Regions from separate parts of the Zea mays genome. Here region 2 is linked to region 1. Evidence: chromatin contacts called from public Hi-C data. All regions are on one chromosome and are shown on one strand. Each heading gives the region's core, a stretch centred on a gene start, on an enhancer-like site or on the middle of the called end of the contact. The rest is flanking DNA. Distances are from core to core; before and after follow the strand shown. Region 1 holds the start of LOC103632654. Region 2 holds the start of LOC100285582 (carbohydrate transporter/ sugar porter/ transporter).

What was found. A called contact is a pair of places that touch in the nucleus more often than the background predicts.
Region 2: a contact with region 1 is called in a Hi-C map of tassel, with 6 times the contacts expected there. The contact joins the promoter of LOC100285582 here to the promoter of LOC103632654 in region 1. A contact is called at or near these places in 4 of 25 Hi-C or Micro-C datasets (bundle sheath, ear, leaf and 1 more).

The regions. Positions count from the first base shown.
Region 1 is chr7:104,854,217-104,861,796 of Zm-B73-REFERENCE-NAM-5.0, reverse strand. It overlaps LOC103632654, which reads right to left and starts at 3,689. Exons shown (of 1, transcript NM_001346421.1): 1 at 1,659-3,689. The coding sequence starts at 3,169. The coding sequence ends at 2,279.
Region 2 is chr7:105,447,723-105,455,302 of Zm-B73-REFERENCE-NAM-5.0, reverse strand. It overlaps LOC100285582 (carbohydrate transporter/ sugar porter/ transporter), which reads right to left and starts at 4,635. Exons shown (of 3, transcript NM_001413640.1): 1 at 3,943-4,635; 2 at 2,310-3,056; 3 at 1,242-2,167. The coding sequence starts at 4,233. The coding sequence ends at 2,153. It overlaps TRNAK-CUU (transfer RNA lysine (anticodon CUU)), which reads right to left and starts at 1,371; the gene lies at 1,299-1,371.

The sequences.
Region 1 (7,580 bases), core at 2,440-4,939:
GGTCAAATTAAAAAAAAACTTCGCTTATTCATGGGAGCTTATCATAGGTACCAATTCTATATTAATATAGATGATCAACTTCACATAAAATCATCTCCCGTTTTATTTCGTAGATTTGTGTTTTGATATGTTTTGTAGGTGAAAGGCTCTCTCAGTGGATGCAGTCGAGACTGAAAGTGTGACCATTAATCTTAATAATCCGTAAAACCATTTGATACACTGAACTTTTACATGATTTGAAAAGTTTTTTTTCTTCTACCAAAACAGCAAGTGATCCTGTTCGACACCAAAAAGAGAGGGCAGATGGTCCGGCCCTGGGGCCGGACGGTCCACGCGTGCGCAGAACATATTAGGGTTCCGAGTTTTTTGCTGTGTTTATTGGCTAGATTCTCGAAATTAGCTCGGAAAGTTTGTTTGTAAAGGGTCCAGCCCCCCTCCTCTATAAATAGAGAGGTATACGGCCGATTTGTAATCATCAATCGAATCAATACCACTTCTATTTCGCATTTATTTTCAGTACAAATTAGGAGTAGTTCTAGCCTAGTTCTAGTTTAGCCTCTCAATCCCCAAATTCTCCGCTTCTCTTCGACTCTACGTCGATTAGAGGAGTCTAGGTCGGCCGATCCGAGCCTAGACAACTCCTAGGATCTCTCCTCTCCGACGGGGTCTCTCCCGGGAGCGAGATCCAGGCGCCGCCGGCGATCTTCCGCCGCCCCTGTGCACGCGTGGACCGTCCGACCGTCAGGCAGGAGCCCTAGCCTCGCACCAGGCCACAGACCGTTCGGCCCCTGCGCGCGGACCGTCTGCCCCTGTGCAGAGAGCACCGCCGGGCCTCGCGCCAGGTCGCGGACCGTCCGGCCCCTGCGCGTGGACCGTCCGCCCTTGTGCAGAGGGCACCGCTACAGTTCTTGTTAAGTGTTTGCCGCTCCAAAAAGGCGTCAACAGATCCTAATATATTTGGCTCTCAATGATTATATATTCAAAAGGTGAAGCATCAAATCTGTCACGCACACAATAACTATCCGGTGACAGTTTTGGACTAAAATTCTTTAATTTTTTTATTACCAATGAATTTAATACTTTTAAAAATGATAAATTTTTACTTGATAGAGAAATTTATTTGGACGAAATAAAAATCTATGTTCCTGGCTCCGCCCTAGCAGTGCAGTGGTGTATATCCCGCAGTGTTTTAGCCGTCGGGTCACCGATCACGCATACGTAGGGGGGAAGGGGAAGGAATTTGCCGGATGGAGGGCTTTCCTTTCGCTTCAATTCAATGCTAGCTACGTGAAGGCCAGCCAGTTCATGAACCATCCATGCATGCTCCGTAACGTTCAGGTCACTTGAACCACACGCCTCGGCTTCGCTTGGGTGAGTGATGACAACAGACGATGCTGAACCGATCATATTATCGATGGTAGCAGTGGTAGTACGCGTTACGCAACCGTTGGGTGTTCAGTCCATGATACGCAAACGCAACGCAACCCGCCGCATCAAGGTCGCCCCGTCTGTGTCTGTGGTAAATAAAAAGAACGTTGAACTTTCTGAGCTGAGATTGCTCAAGACAATCTACTAATATCATCAGAGCGAACGCACGCACGCCGTCTGTGTCTGTGGCCGTGATTACTTGCAAACATTCAAATCAAGGAAAAACTGGGGAACAGCCGAACACAGATTGTTTATACAACAATAAACCATACAATAGTAGCACCAACAGTAGCAGTTCATCAAATTACAACTCCTGGACACAGCTAGCTAGCTGATTTTACAACATACATCATACGGAGCACTACTGCTTGACAAGCATCTCCTCACATCACACCGTGCTGCTCTTTACAACCTGTAGAGCACAGCACACCATCTAGCACAACAAAAACAGCTACCAGGACAACGGACACCTGAACGGCCGGGGGGGTGGGGTCACTGACCAGTGTGACACGTACCGGCCACCACCGGAGAACGCCGGACACAAAAACGCCGGCTTCCCGTCGGTTGTGGTTCTCTCCTCCTCCGGAGAACCAAACCCTAAATAACCCGAGATCTACAACTGACTCACCAGTGACAAGGACCAAACGAATCGGACGGACATCTACACAGAACCAACCAACGAACGGACGGACGGGGATTAGCACTAATGATCCAACTAGTGCCCGCGCAGGATGTCTAAAATCCCATCTGCGCGACGGCCGTTAACCTTCTTTAACCCTCCTCCTGCTGCACGACGGCAGTGTGGGTAGGATGGGAGCCAGCCAGCCAGCCAGCCAACAAGGGGCGACGATTAATTGGCGAGGAGGGAGTCCCAGTCGATCTCGTACGACGGGTACTTGGTGAGCGCGAAGCCGGCGGCCTCGTCCCACGGCGCCTCGCTGAAGTCCAGCTGCTGCATCTCCGGCACCGTCGGCCCTGGCGAGGCGGACGGCGACGGGGACGGGCACGAGGACTCGGTGGCGGACTCGAGGCAGGACGAGGTCGCGTCGTCGGACGACGGCGAGGAGCAGTTGCTGGTGGGGGCGGACGACGACGCGGCAGCTGCGGCGGAGGCCGGCTTCTTGGCGCCCTTCTTGGACGCGGCGATGCTCTGGCACAGGCTCTGGAGCTTGGCGTCGACGGAGGCGTGGAGCGGGCCGCGGGAGGCGGCGTTGTCGGGGAAGTTGAGGCGCGCCGCGTCGCCGCGCAGGCGGTAGGCGGCCTGGTCGTAGGCGAGCGCCGCCTCCTCGGCGGTGTCGAAGGTGCCGAGCCAGAGCCGGGTGCGGTTGCGCGGGAGCCGGATCTCCGCCACCCACTTGCCCCAGTGCCGCTGCCGCACGCCGCGGTACAGCTTCTGCGGCCGCGCCGGGGCGGGGGCCGCGGACGCGGACGCCTTCATGGGCTGGGCACGCGGGCCCAGCACGGAGGTCTGTGCCTGGCGACGCTGCAGGTGGAGGCGGGCCTGGATGTACTGCATCTGGGAAGGGCTCAGCTGGCCCGCCTCGTCGGCCGCGGCGAACGGGTAGTTCCCTCCGTAGGAGGAGGCGGCGGCGACGGCTTGGTGGAAGGAGAACGGCGACGAGGGGCTAAGTGGCTGGTGCGGGTGGAGGAGCGGACTGGATCCGTGAGCAGAGGCATCCCGGATAAAAGGCTCGAGTGCTCTCATCAGCTCCTCCCCTGACAGATCTATAGTAGCAGCCATCTAGACTGTTTTTTTTTGTTTTTTTGTTTTTTTTCCTCTCTCTCTAGCAAACCAAGAACAAACGAAGAAACTGGCGGAACCCAACAGCCACAGTAAAAACAGATGGCAGTGGTGGGTAGATCCACTCAGGACAGGACTCACTTGCGCAAGGGAGGTGTGGAAAAAGAACCTCTCTTGGCTACCAACCTAACGACTAGTACTAGTACACTGCTAGAACTAGAACCAAACCGAAGAAGAAACAGCAGATCTGAAGCCCGGGATCTAAAAGGCCACGGGTCTCTCGCTGTCTGCTCGAGGAAGAAGACGGAACCAGGAAGAACAGAAGAGGATGAGAGAGTCGAAGTCGAGTGAACTTTACCTGCGACGCGCGAGAGAAATCGCTCAGATCTAAGCTTACCTCGCTCGATCTCACTGGAACTGCGGCGGCTGTGGACGGGCGCTGGATGGGAGGCGGAGCTGGCTGTGGACGGACGGGGACGGGCGGGGCTGTGGGTCTGCGGGAGTGTTTGGTGGGGCGGGGAGGTGGAAAGGAGGCGCGAGGAGCTCTTTTATAGCGACGCGGCCTCGCCGCATTTGATTAGCGCCCCCCTAACCCTCAGTTTCATCGCAGTGTCGCCGTAATTTTTGGAGGAGTGAGTGATTCCTGATTACGGATTACTATGCTTCGCGCCTACTCCGCCGGCGAGAAGCCCCCCTTTTCCTACAGCAGCGTGTCAGCGATGATGGTGGCAGTGGCAGAGCGTGGAGAGTGAGTCACTGGCCAGTGGACCAGCGACCTGCTCCCTGCGGACTCCACGCGGTGCCATAATTGCACGGGCGTTCCGTGGAATGGGATCGGATGCGGCGGGGTGCTGCTGCCGCAGAGCCTTTGACCACTGGCCGAGCGCCACGTACTGGCGCGTATGGTCCTGCTCCACGGCTTGGTGTCGGTGGTAGCACACGTGGCGGGTTCTCGTTTGTTGCGCCGGTGTTTGGTGCTCGAGGCTGGCAGACGAGGAGATGCACATCGAATATGCTAGAGCGACTATGTATATTTTTTTTTTCTCAGCCAGGAGAATGAACCCATCGGCAACTTGAGGCCGATCATTAGGCGTTTGAACCACACCCAACCGGCAATGAACGGAACAGTCTTTATTTGGGTGAGCGGCAATGGTGATTTCCTTCAGCCCCGTTTTTTGTACGGCAAGTTTGGTCACCGGTGCTAGTGATGCCAGAGAAGAGAACCATGCGTGTCTGGAAAACACACTCCAGAGCGTCACGTATAGGCCCTGTTTGTTTCGGCTTCTGGCAGCTTCTGGTCACCAAAAGCTGCTGCGGACTGCCAAACGCTCAGCTTTTCAGCCAGTTTCTATAAAATTCGTTGGGACAAAAACCATTCAAAATCAACATAAACACATAATCGGTTGAGTCGTTGTAATAGTAGGAATCCGTCACTTTCTAGATCCTGAGCCCTGTAAACAACTTTATCTTCCTCCACACGTAATCGTAATGATACTCAGATTCTTCGCACAGCCAGATTCTCCCCACAGCTAGATTTTCAGAAAAGCTGGTCAGAAAAAAGCTGAACCAAACAGGCCCAGAATACGGTCGGCAACTGAAACGAAAAAAAAAAGAAAAGAAATTAATCGCCTTTCGCATCATGTATTCTGCGTGTTGGGTTCGTTGGATTGGCACACGCCGGCACCGTGGTTTGGCGTCGCTCTCACCACGCATCCTTCTCGTGCCGCCACATTCGCCGTTGCCCGACGTGACGCCATTACAGACCTCGCTGTTGCAGTTACAGACGTGCCGTGCGTGCAGCCACGCCCGCTGCTGCGTGCGCCGGTCCCACGCATCTCCTTTGCGGCGTCACGCACCCGTGCATGGGATCACAAATTGTGCGTGCACCGTGTGCTTGCTCGTGAGACCGATTGTCGTATGCCTTTTTCATATTGAAGCAAACTACTTTTTCACATGACCCTTATTCGACATATAACTCTATTACTATATCCATTATTGAATATTTGTTATCGACTAGTTTATTTTTAAACTAAACTGCAACAAATAAAAAAAATAAAAGAAGTATAATTTAAACATTAGCTTCTTCGTGTGTCACCTCCTTCCAACAAGCGCATGGTTGCTTCACATAAAACGTTTCAACTCTAATTTATGTATGTTTGCGTTATATAAAGAATAGTTATTATCAATATATACACACATATCAATAATTAAAAAAAAATATAATCGTGTTTAAATATACATCTTATTTAAGCAACATCTACATGTACGATACATAAAAACCGTATACGTAGCAATGAAATCAGTTTGGCTCCTCTCTCTTAACCCTTTTGGAACACGTTGTAGTTGGCGAGGCAGCTAGGCAGGCAGGTCAACGATCGTAAGCTGGGAATCGAAGCAATGATGATTGAGATGTGAAATTTCGCCCCACCATGTCCATGTGCAATTCTTCTTGGTAATGTCCGAATCCGAATATGCAGGGAGGAATTGACCAAGCCTCTAGATCTACAAACGAGGGCATCAACTTGGCCTCTCAGAAGAATCAGAACCAGGTGCGCACCTTAGCTGGGAATATATTTAAATTTCAGATCAGTCGTACCACTCCCTCCATTTAGTATCGTAGGTCACTTTAGCTTTATGACAAGTTATCTAACTCTGATAGTTTTCATAGAAAAATGTGCTAACATCTACATGTTTAAATAATCAAATATACAGGGGGAAAACATAATTTGATGGTGCACGTATTAGTGTGTTTTTATATGAATCTGTTACATTTAATCTAGGATAGAGATCGAGTGATTTGCGATTTAAAATAGAGAAAGTAGTAATTAAGAAAGTTCCATTTAGGCTCTATTTGATCTTGGTCTACAGTTTTTAAACTTTAGAGCATATTTGCTCATTTGTATGGTCTACCAAATTAGTAGCAGTTTTTTTATTCGTTAACGGCCACCGGTTTGGAGTCTTAAATGTTAAAGTGGTCCATGAATTTTAAACTATACGATCCAAATTTTATTCTAATGACGCAGCCATTCTTCTTTTTTTTTATCTGTCACTTCATACAAGGGCGTTGACCGAACGCATCTAGATCCGCGACCAGCAACAATAACCTACTTGACCCCCAAAACAAATGAAGTGGGGGGCATGTGCAAGCTACTATCTGGGTGATAAATCAAATGTAGGTCGGACCTTCACCAGTTAAGCACGCTTCTGTGTTTAGAGAAATGACTTGAGCAAGCTGGAGGACAACACCGCTAGCTAACGGTGGTTGGATTATGCTATGCTACGTTAGAAAATCGTACAATTTTAATATTAGATTAGTTACAAAATTAATCACTATATAAATAATTGATAAGCTATATATAGCAAATTAAAAATATATTCACGTAGTTGATTAAATCTACTTTGAATGAACTCATTATTGCTCACAGTGGTGATTGGCCTAGTATAATCGAATGAGTTAGCTATGTTGTTGAAGTTCGTAGGCGTTGAAGTACACATCTACTCGGTGAGTAGTCGCGTGATCTGCCTAAAAACCTGATTCGTCCTAACCCACGTAGGTTCTCCAACAGAGTGAGGTTTCAGAGGCACTGGTCACATTGTCAATGTCGGCGTCATGCTAGCGTCAGGGATGGAGGAGCCTTATATCCACATGTCTCACAATGACTCTCTTGTCTAAAACCCTAACTTATAGTAGATTGGTTGTTTCTCATGTATTTAGATGTCTTTATAAGAGAATGCCCTCTCTATTATATAAGAGGATAGCGTAGGATTATAAGTGCGAAAGAATACAAAATTGAAATGGATTTGGGAACGATATCTAAATCTACTGTATTCAGTTTTGAACTTGTCACGCAAAGCAAGACAAAGTTGAAAACATAAGTGGGTCTTCGAGATTTATTTTAGAAATTATTGTTAAAAAATTATACAATAAACTCCAATAATAATACAAATTTATTGCTAAGAAAATTAGATACTAGACTCCAATCGCCCACCAGATCTCGAAGACACAACATGACTGACTCCCGGATATCCTCAAATTTTGTTTATATACTAGTTTTATGATAAAGATTGTTGAGTTGAACATCCATCTAAACTCAAGAGTTGCACTAGCTCATACCAACTAGATGGACTATGCCTTGAATTGGTAGTTTTGCGTAAACTAGTTTCACTCAAGAATCTGACTGATACTTAGCGCCCTTTAGACAACCTCCTCAGGTGAAGCTTATAAGTCATACTCCCATTTCTCTTTTACGAACCATCTCTTAATGTTTTGATCTATCGAACTTTTCATGTTTCATAATACCAGTGAAGCTATTACCCATCTTAAAGTGCCAATCATATTAGAAAATTGTGCTCTAAGATTAAATTAATTCCTAAAGCAATCATTACATGAATAATGGATAAAACATGCATA
Region 2 (7,580 bases), core at 3,386-5,885, 590 kb before region 1:
TTGAGGGATCTAATCCTAGTATTGCTAAGGTATTGCAAGTCGTTAGACTGAGCGCAACGGTGAACGCTACCGCGCCCCCTCCCCTTGCATGTCGGCTGTAGGGGGCACCCTATGGCCGCAGCGGTGCCCCCTACAGCGCCCCCTACGTGTCGGTCCCCTTCTCTCTCCCCCCAGATCTAGCGTGTCACTGTTCATCACCCTAAACACTGTGCTGTGGGTCCACGAGTAATTGTTAGTAGATAAAAAATTGATAGTTGGTATAGAAAATGATATTTTATAGTGGTAGTGGGGTATAGGGGGAGTATTTAGGGGGAACCGCTGCGGGAGATGAAAAAATAGGGGGGAAAATAGGGGGGAAAAGTGATATAGGGGGAAAAATTTAGAGGTAACGGTTGCGGATAGCCTTAGAGATGAGGCTGCAGCCTGGCGTCTAGCTGGAGCGTCCAGTCTGAGTGCGCTGTGGCCTCTATGGCCCCATGTGCCTTGGTTTAGTTTCTTTTATGAATCTCTTCTGGTTTTTTGTGTACTTGCCTCCATGATAGATCCATGTAACTTTTATTTTGGTTCATTTTCGGGCCTTATTTCTTTTTTTAATATAATGATACGTAGCTCACCTGCGTGTTCAAGAAAAAAATCTTAATGTTTTCACACCTACTCGGTTCTTTTTGGTCCACAAACAAGAAACTTCACCGAGAAACAGCATTTTCCGACTGAGAAAAACGAAATTTGTTTTCAGAAAGTTTGAAATACCATCTCGATCAGAAATAGCGAAATTCAACGAAATTTGTTGGATTTTTTTCCACGCCTTACAAAAAAATAAGTTAAAACGAAAAGGTATACCCTGATAATGACCATTCACTATAGTTTGTTTTGTTCATCGTGCCGTTCCAGTTGTCTCATAATCATTCACTATAAGCCTACTCTATAGGCCTATATGGTAATTTTTTCTGAAGAGTTTTTCTAAGAACCTAGATTCGTGTATAATTTAGTTGTCACGAGAATAGATGTTATGGAACTTACGTGCAAAGTAACATAAAGAGGTCCGTAAGGTTTAGAGTTTAGAAAGCAGCGAATTCCTCTTATCATGACGATTCGATGGATTATACATTTATGTTAATTTAGCCGATTTTCACATAATATAGTTACATTACGACAAAATCAGACTGAGAAGCAAAAGTTTGGTGACCAGAAACGGACCCATTGTTGGTTGTCTGATTAGTGTCGGGCTTTCTGGCCGTTTGGCAAAATATATATAAACTCTGATCATTGATTGAAGAGCACACAGTGAACAAAAATAACGCCCACCGTGGGGCTCGAACCCACGACCACAAGGTTAAGAGCCTTGCGCTCTACCAACTGAGCTAGACGGGCAGTTTATATTTTTGTTTTACTGATTACATAATTTGTATAGTAGCCTCGTCGGTCTGATCAAATACAAATATATATTCACCTCCATATTCCTCCAAAAGTCTTATACTATTATTATATATATATATATATATATATAATGCTGAACATAACCGAATTGTTCTGATGCTTCTGAGTCTATCTAAACAACCCTATGTAATCGTCCTTCGAGAGGTAACTCACTCTCACTCACGTTTTCTGTACAGATCCGAGAGCACTGATACTTTGGCAAAAACGTCACAAATTCTGTGAATGACTCCTGTGCCACTTGACATTGCCGCTCTGCTTAGCCTGCTGATCGATTAATCCCTTCTCGTCATCATAGGCGTCGATTCCTCTGTAATCCATATCGAAGACAGTAGAGCCGTCCTTGTCCTTCCTTCCAGAATAATAATCCGCTTGCCCATGACATCTTTCCAGTTCAATCTGCTGGAGCTCTGGAGTGATCAGAGAGTCCATCCTTGCCCTCTCCCTGTCTCGTGGGTACGTCCGGTACAACAGGGAGTAGATGAAGCAGCACAGCAGCATAGGGATGGCGATCGACGTGTACAGAGCTTTGGCTAGGGCGCCAGCATTTGATTTATCCCTGCCAACATTGTTATCTGCAGCTCCGTAGGGGACGGGATTGTACCCATAGACATGCTCGGCTAGAAACCCAACAACTGGTGGAGCGAATGAAGCTAGAACTGACTCTAAAGAACGGTCCAATGCATAGATGCTTGTCCTTGACCTCTCAGGTACAATCTCAGCAAATATCGGGCTGCACATTAGATAGAATCATTATTGCCAGCACTCAAGAATTTCATAGAGCTACTCTTGCATGTCATAAAATACATTTTATGCCCTGATCAGTGAAGTACTAATGCAGAAACGAATGAAACAAATAAAAGGTGAAAATATACTTGCTTGTTAGTTGCAGGACCATTCCAGGAGATGCTCAGACCCATGATAAACATGACAAGTCCATGCAAGGAACCAGAAGAGTTATCAGGGAGCCCCAAAAGCAACAGAGCAGCCAACGGAATAGCAGAAGCTGAGCTTATCTGCGACAGGACTATTCGGCCGGAATTCGGGAAGCGAGTAGCAAAGTGATCCCCCATCTTTCCACCTAACAGCCCTCCAAGTGAGCTTGCCAATGCAAATGTTACCATCAGGAGCCCAGTTCTGTTGTGCGTAAACCCCATCAACTCCAGCCACATTGGGGCAAAGGCCAGGGCAGACCATGGAAACGAGCCTGTGACACCCTGAGCCACAATGATCTGAAACGATGAGATCTTCACAACAGCCTTGGCTTCTCTCACCAAATCCTTCATCTCTGCCCATGCAGACTTGCGTAACAGCTGCTCGCCACTTTCAACATGGAGGAAATGAGGGTCCACTGCAAATAGGCCAACCAACACACCGACTACAACGCTTATAACAGCAACAATGTGAAATGCAACACGCCAGCCGGCAATACCCATGACTGTGGTGGGTGCAAGCATCAGGGAAAACAAACCACCAATAATTGAACCAATGTTTCCCGTAAGTTGAAGCCATCCAAATGCGGCGCCTCGAGTGTTGTCATCAGAGCAATCTGCCACCAGAGATTGGATCGCCGGGGTGACAAGTGCTAGGCCAATACCATTCAAACATCTAGCTATCGCTACCTGCTAAAAAAAAAGGCATTTTTCATGCACACATCTTCTCATCTTTTACTCTTTTACTCAGATATACAAAAAAGAACTGTTGTTCTGTTGAGGGCTAATAGAAACTTTATTTTAAGTTAAATTTCACCGCGTGCAAATTGATGCGGTAAAATGTCAAGCAAACTAAATTCAAGGTTTTTTCGAACTTCAAAATCAATTTTGGTTGTGAACAATGACATTTCGTGGAGATTCAACCAGATTAGAGTACAACAGGTCGAAAGTTAAAACAGTTTTATATCCAGGAGAAAAATACAGAGAAAGTTGCCACTTCAAAACTTGAAATGAGAAGAAATAAAACACATTTTTTTAAAAAGGAAAACACCAATTTCATGGTTATCAGATAATTATGTACATAAATCAACCATTAACAGCCATGAATATGGCAGTTATACTTTCCTCGTATGTTTCGATAAAGCCACATTGAATGCATTACTTGCAAATTTTAACTGAATTTAAGTAATAATTCTGACTCCTCCGGAAAAATAACAGCAAAAAAAAAACCGTGTTGACTTTTTTCTTCGGTGATCTTGATCTAAACTTGGTTTGCTATAGCATCTCAAAGGTAATGCACAAAGCCGCACCGGGAACTAAAGTGAACCTTCGTTATCTTTTTGGCCAGTAAATCCTGGACAGCGAAAGCACAAAGCACAGAATTATTCGGCGGATGAACCAAAGCAGTGAACCGAAGCATATACCGCTGGAATCCGCACCATAGTTCTATGATCAGATCCAAAGCTGAGCACAATTGGACTGGTGGCCTACCAAATTCGTGGCAAGAGATCCCACGCCAAAAGAGAAAAAAGAAAACACGCCGCCGGATAAAGCAGGGATTTTCTAGGGAACGGACCTGGGCAAAGGTGTCTGAGACGGCGACGAGGAAGGTGGCGGCGGCCCAGAGAACGGCCCCAACGGCGACTACGTGGGCGCGGTTGTAGCGCACGGCGGCGTAGGCGGCCAGCGGGTAGCAGGCGGCCTGCACGGCTGAGCGGTAGAGCGTGAGCGCGCCGAGTGCCACGGGCGTGGCGCCCAGCGCTGCGCCCACCTCCCGGTACACCGCGGGCAGCAGCGCCTCGTCGGCGCGCTCCATGATGGCCGCCAGGTTCACCAGCGCAAGCGTCCGCCTCCCCGCCTCCGCCATGGCCGACGCGGGCGGTTGACTGCCCGCTGGCGAGGAGCGCCCCTGCACCTGCCTCCAGGGTGCAAACTGGAGAGCAAGCAAGGGCGGGTGGCGTCCTTTTTTCGCGAGAGCAGCGAGATTTTCGTGGAAATGTTCGTCGATGGAGATGTTGGGAACAGTGACCGGGGTTCATCTGCTCGCCTAGCTCGCCGACGCGTTCGGATGTTGCAATTGCAATTGCAACGCGTGCGTTCCCCGCCCTCCATTGTTGATCCAAAGGTTAGGAGGAGGCATTCAGGACGAGTCAATTGACCAATGCTATCAGAGATTTGACATTGGCACACCGCATATCCGTCTCGTCTTCGGAAATCGGAGGATTTCGATGGATTTTAGGGACCGGGCCAGCTGTCAAAGACAGAGACAATCATCCATACAGCAGTTCCACACAGATAGAGGCATAGTACAGCTACAACTAGGGGTGAAGTCAGCTCGCCGGACTTGGCCTGCTTCGCTTCCGCTTCCGCGTGTCCCGGAGCACCAGTGACGTGTCTATAGAAACTCAAAATATTCAGTCCGGAGGAACGTGGCTTCCGTTTCCATCGGCGGCCACCAGCCTATCTACTAGCTGCCACTCGTCAGAATACACTGTCCAGTGCCGTTATTGTGTCGACTTCGGCCTTCCGAACACGTTATGGGCCTGGCCCAACTTGCACAAAGTTTGTGCTGACTATCTAAGCCCATGCAAATTAAGAGCATCTTCGACATCTTCTAATTAACTTCCAAAACTATAGTTTAGACATAAAAGATGAAAAAATACTAGTTCAACCGCTCCTAATATGTATGTGCTCCCAATTTTTTTGATGCCCCAAAACTAGAGACTAGCAATATAAATTTAGGGTCGAGCCACCGCTGCCTCTATCTAGTTTTTTTTTCACACTCCCACGTTCTAGAGCGTGCTCGCGTCCGTGTTGCAGATACATGTGTGCGTGCGAGGCCGATGCTTGTGCTGTCGTTTTTGATTGGCTGACTGCTCTTCTAATTGGGTATATTTAAGGAGCTGTTAGAGTTCGGTGTTTTTTTAGGGATTTAGACTTTTAGAAGGATTCTAATATATAAAGAAACTAGGAGCAGAAATATTAGTTGTTGAAGATGATCTAATTAGAGGCGGATCTAAAGGGAGGCAAAGTGGGTCATGACCCCTCAATTTTGCGCATCTTTTTATATCTAATGATTATTTAGTGTTAAGCGTAGAAAAAAAAATCAAAATTTTAGATAGTATAAAGCAGGGGCGGTGCCGGGGGCATTTGTTGGGGTCAGCTGACCCCTATAAAATTTGGAAAATACTATACAAATATATTGTTATCTAGTGAAAGTGACCCCAATAACTTCGTTGTCTGGCTTCGCCCCTGGTATAAAGTCTTGTTCTAAACCTCTAAAACTAATAGTTAGTCACTAAAATTAGCTGAAAGGTTTAGAATGAATCAACTAATTATTGGCTATACTCCTCAAATAAGTATTAGTTATTAGATGCCCCAACCTAGCTAAAACCAGTTAACAATTTTCTTTATAGGTTTAGAACATGGCCTAGAACAACCCTGTAATGAGCCTACTTGTCAGATCTTCTCAGTCCAGTCCTTGCATCTACCAGTCCGATCCTAATCTTTTCGACATCACCTAAACCAGTTTGCTCGCTACCCTGTTTTCGTCGCCGACCCATTCCCGATGCGACACCGCCAACTCTGTCCCTTGTCCTGTTTTCATTGTGACGTTGATCCGCTCGACAAGCTAGATCTCGCTCGTCGCAACGATATAACCTCCGCCCGACAAGCTAGATCTCGCTCGTCGCAACGATATGACATGTCCCCGACGATCGACGGACTTAGCAAACTAGTAAGTCATAGCTATCATGTGATCTTTTTGGTCTGCCATAAATTCTAGTCCTACCTCTGATACCTAATATATCACCATCTGCGGTCACACCAAGCGCCGACTTACGAAGCCTTCCCGAAAAAAGTCCGTTTGATTTAATTTATACTTCTCAATTAGAGAATCGTTTTCTTAGACTCCTCTAACCGTTGAAACGTTCAATTAACCTCTCTGAGCCGTTTTGATAACGTTTTTTTTTTCTTACATGGCCAACACTCCTATGTAGCGCTAATAAGTCAGCCAGAGAAAGATAAATTGAATTTTCGTGATACCTTGCAGAGGTCACTTACACTCTATAAACGAGTATAGAAACACCTTTATTTTAAAACAATAACCACGCATTTTTTTCTAGAATAAATATCAAAATTATTTTAGCTTAGAAAAATATAAAACTAGTTTCATTTTTTTCTAAAATCATGCTCTACCTTTTTTCTTGTGTAGAACTTGTTCAGCCTGCTTTCATCTAAGGCCATCAAAATCAAAACATTGGTTTATCAAATGTTCCAAAGTTTGTTTCAAGTATAACAGAGGGGTTGGTGAAGATTACCTTCGTTTAGGAGTGACGTGCAAGCGAAGACGAAGCAAAAAGGTTCGGCTCTGCAGTATAAATGTGCCAACAAAAACAAAGAATGAAAACTTCAAAGCTTGCTCAACACGACTATGAAGAAACAGACGACAACACCCTCAGTTAATCTTGTAGTTTATTTGTATAGGGTTGAGGACATAAATGCAATTTCGTACGAAATTGTACTCTAGTTCAACATTATAAATAGAGGTAGAGTGCCATGCACGAGACGACGTTTTTCAGGAGGGAGAGAATTGAGTCGCTCTACCTACGAAGCTTGCATTTGCTCCTTTTGCCTTTTACGTTGTTCTCTATAAAGTCGAATGTATGGTTGTAATCATTATTTAATAATAATAAGAATAATAAAAATGTTTTCAAGATGAGTTATCCAGAACATTTTGGTCTTTTAATTTCTTCATCTGTGATTCAACTCTTATCTATATATCTTTAACCTTCTCCCTTTAATTAACCTATTTAAAAAGAGTTAATTGGAGGGTGAGGAAAAGATTAATTCATTCGTGTTGCGTTGTTTCTGATTTTGTTCAGGAGTCAAAAACAAGTGACCAACATTGGTGCCCACCTCCGGTGAATTCACGACCTTGATGGAGACCATGACAAGCTTCGGTACTTTGTCGGCAAGCTTAAGGAAACTTATTCTCCCCATTATGGGAGGATCAAGCTTCAAACCAAGCAACAAGAGATAGGAAGGAAGCTCAAAGAAGGGTGCAATAATGTTGGGGTCCTGGGGCCCTACATCAAATCCAAATGGTCCCACGTCCCAATTATCTTATCTCAAGTGGACCTGCAACTCAAGTATTATCCACATAATGATGCCATGGTCATATCTTGTATCATCAAGGGCTTTGTCGGCGTTTCG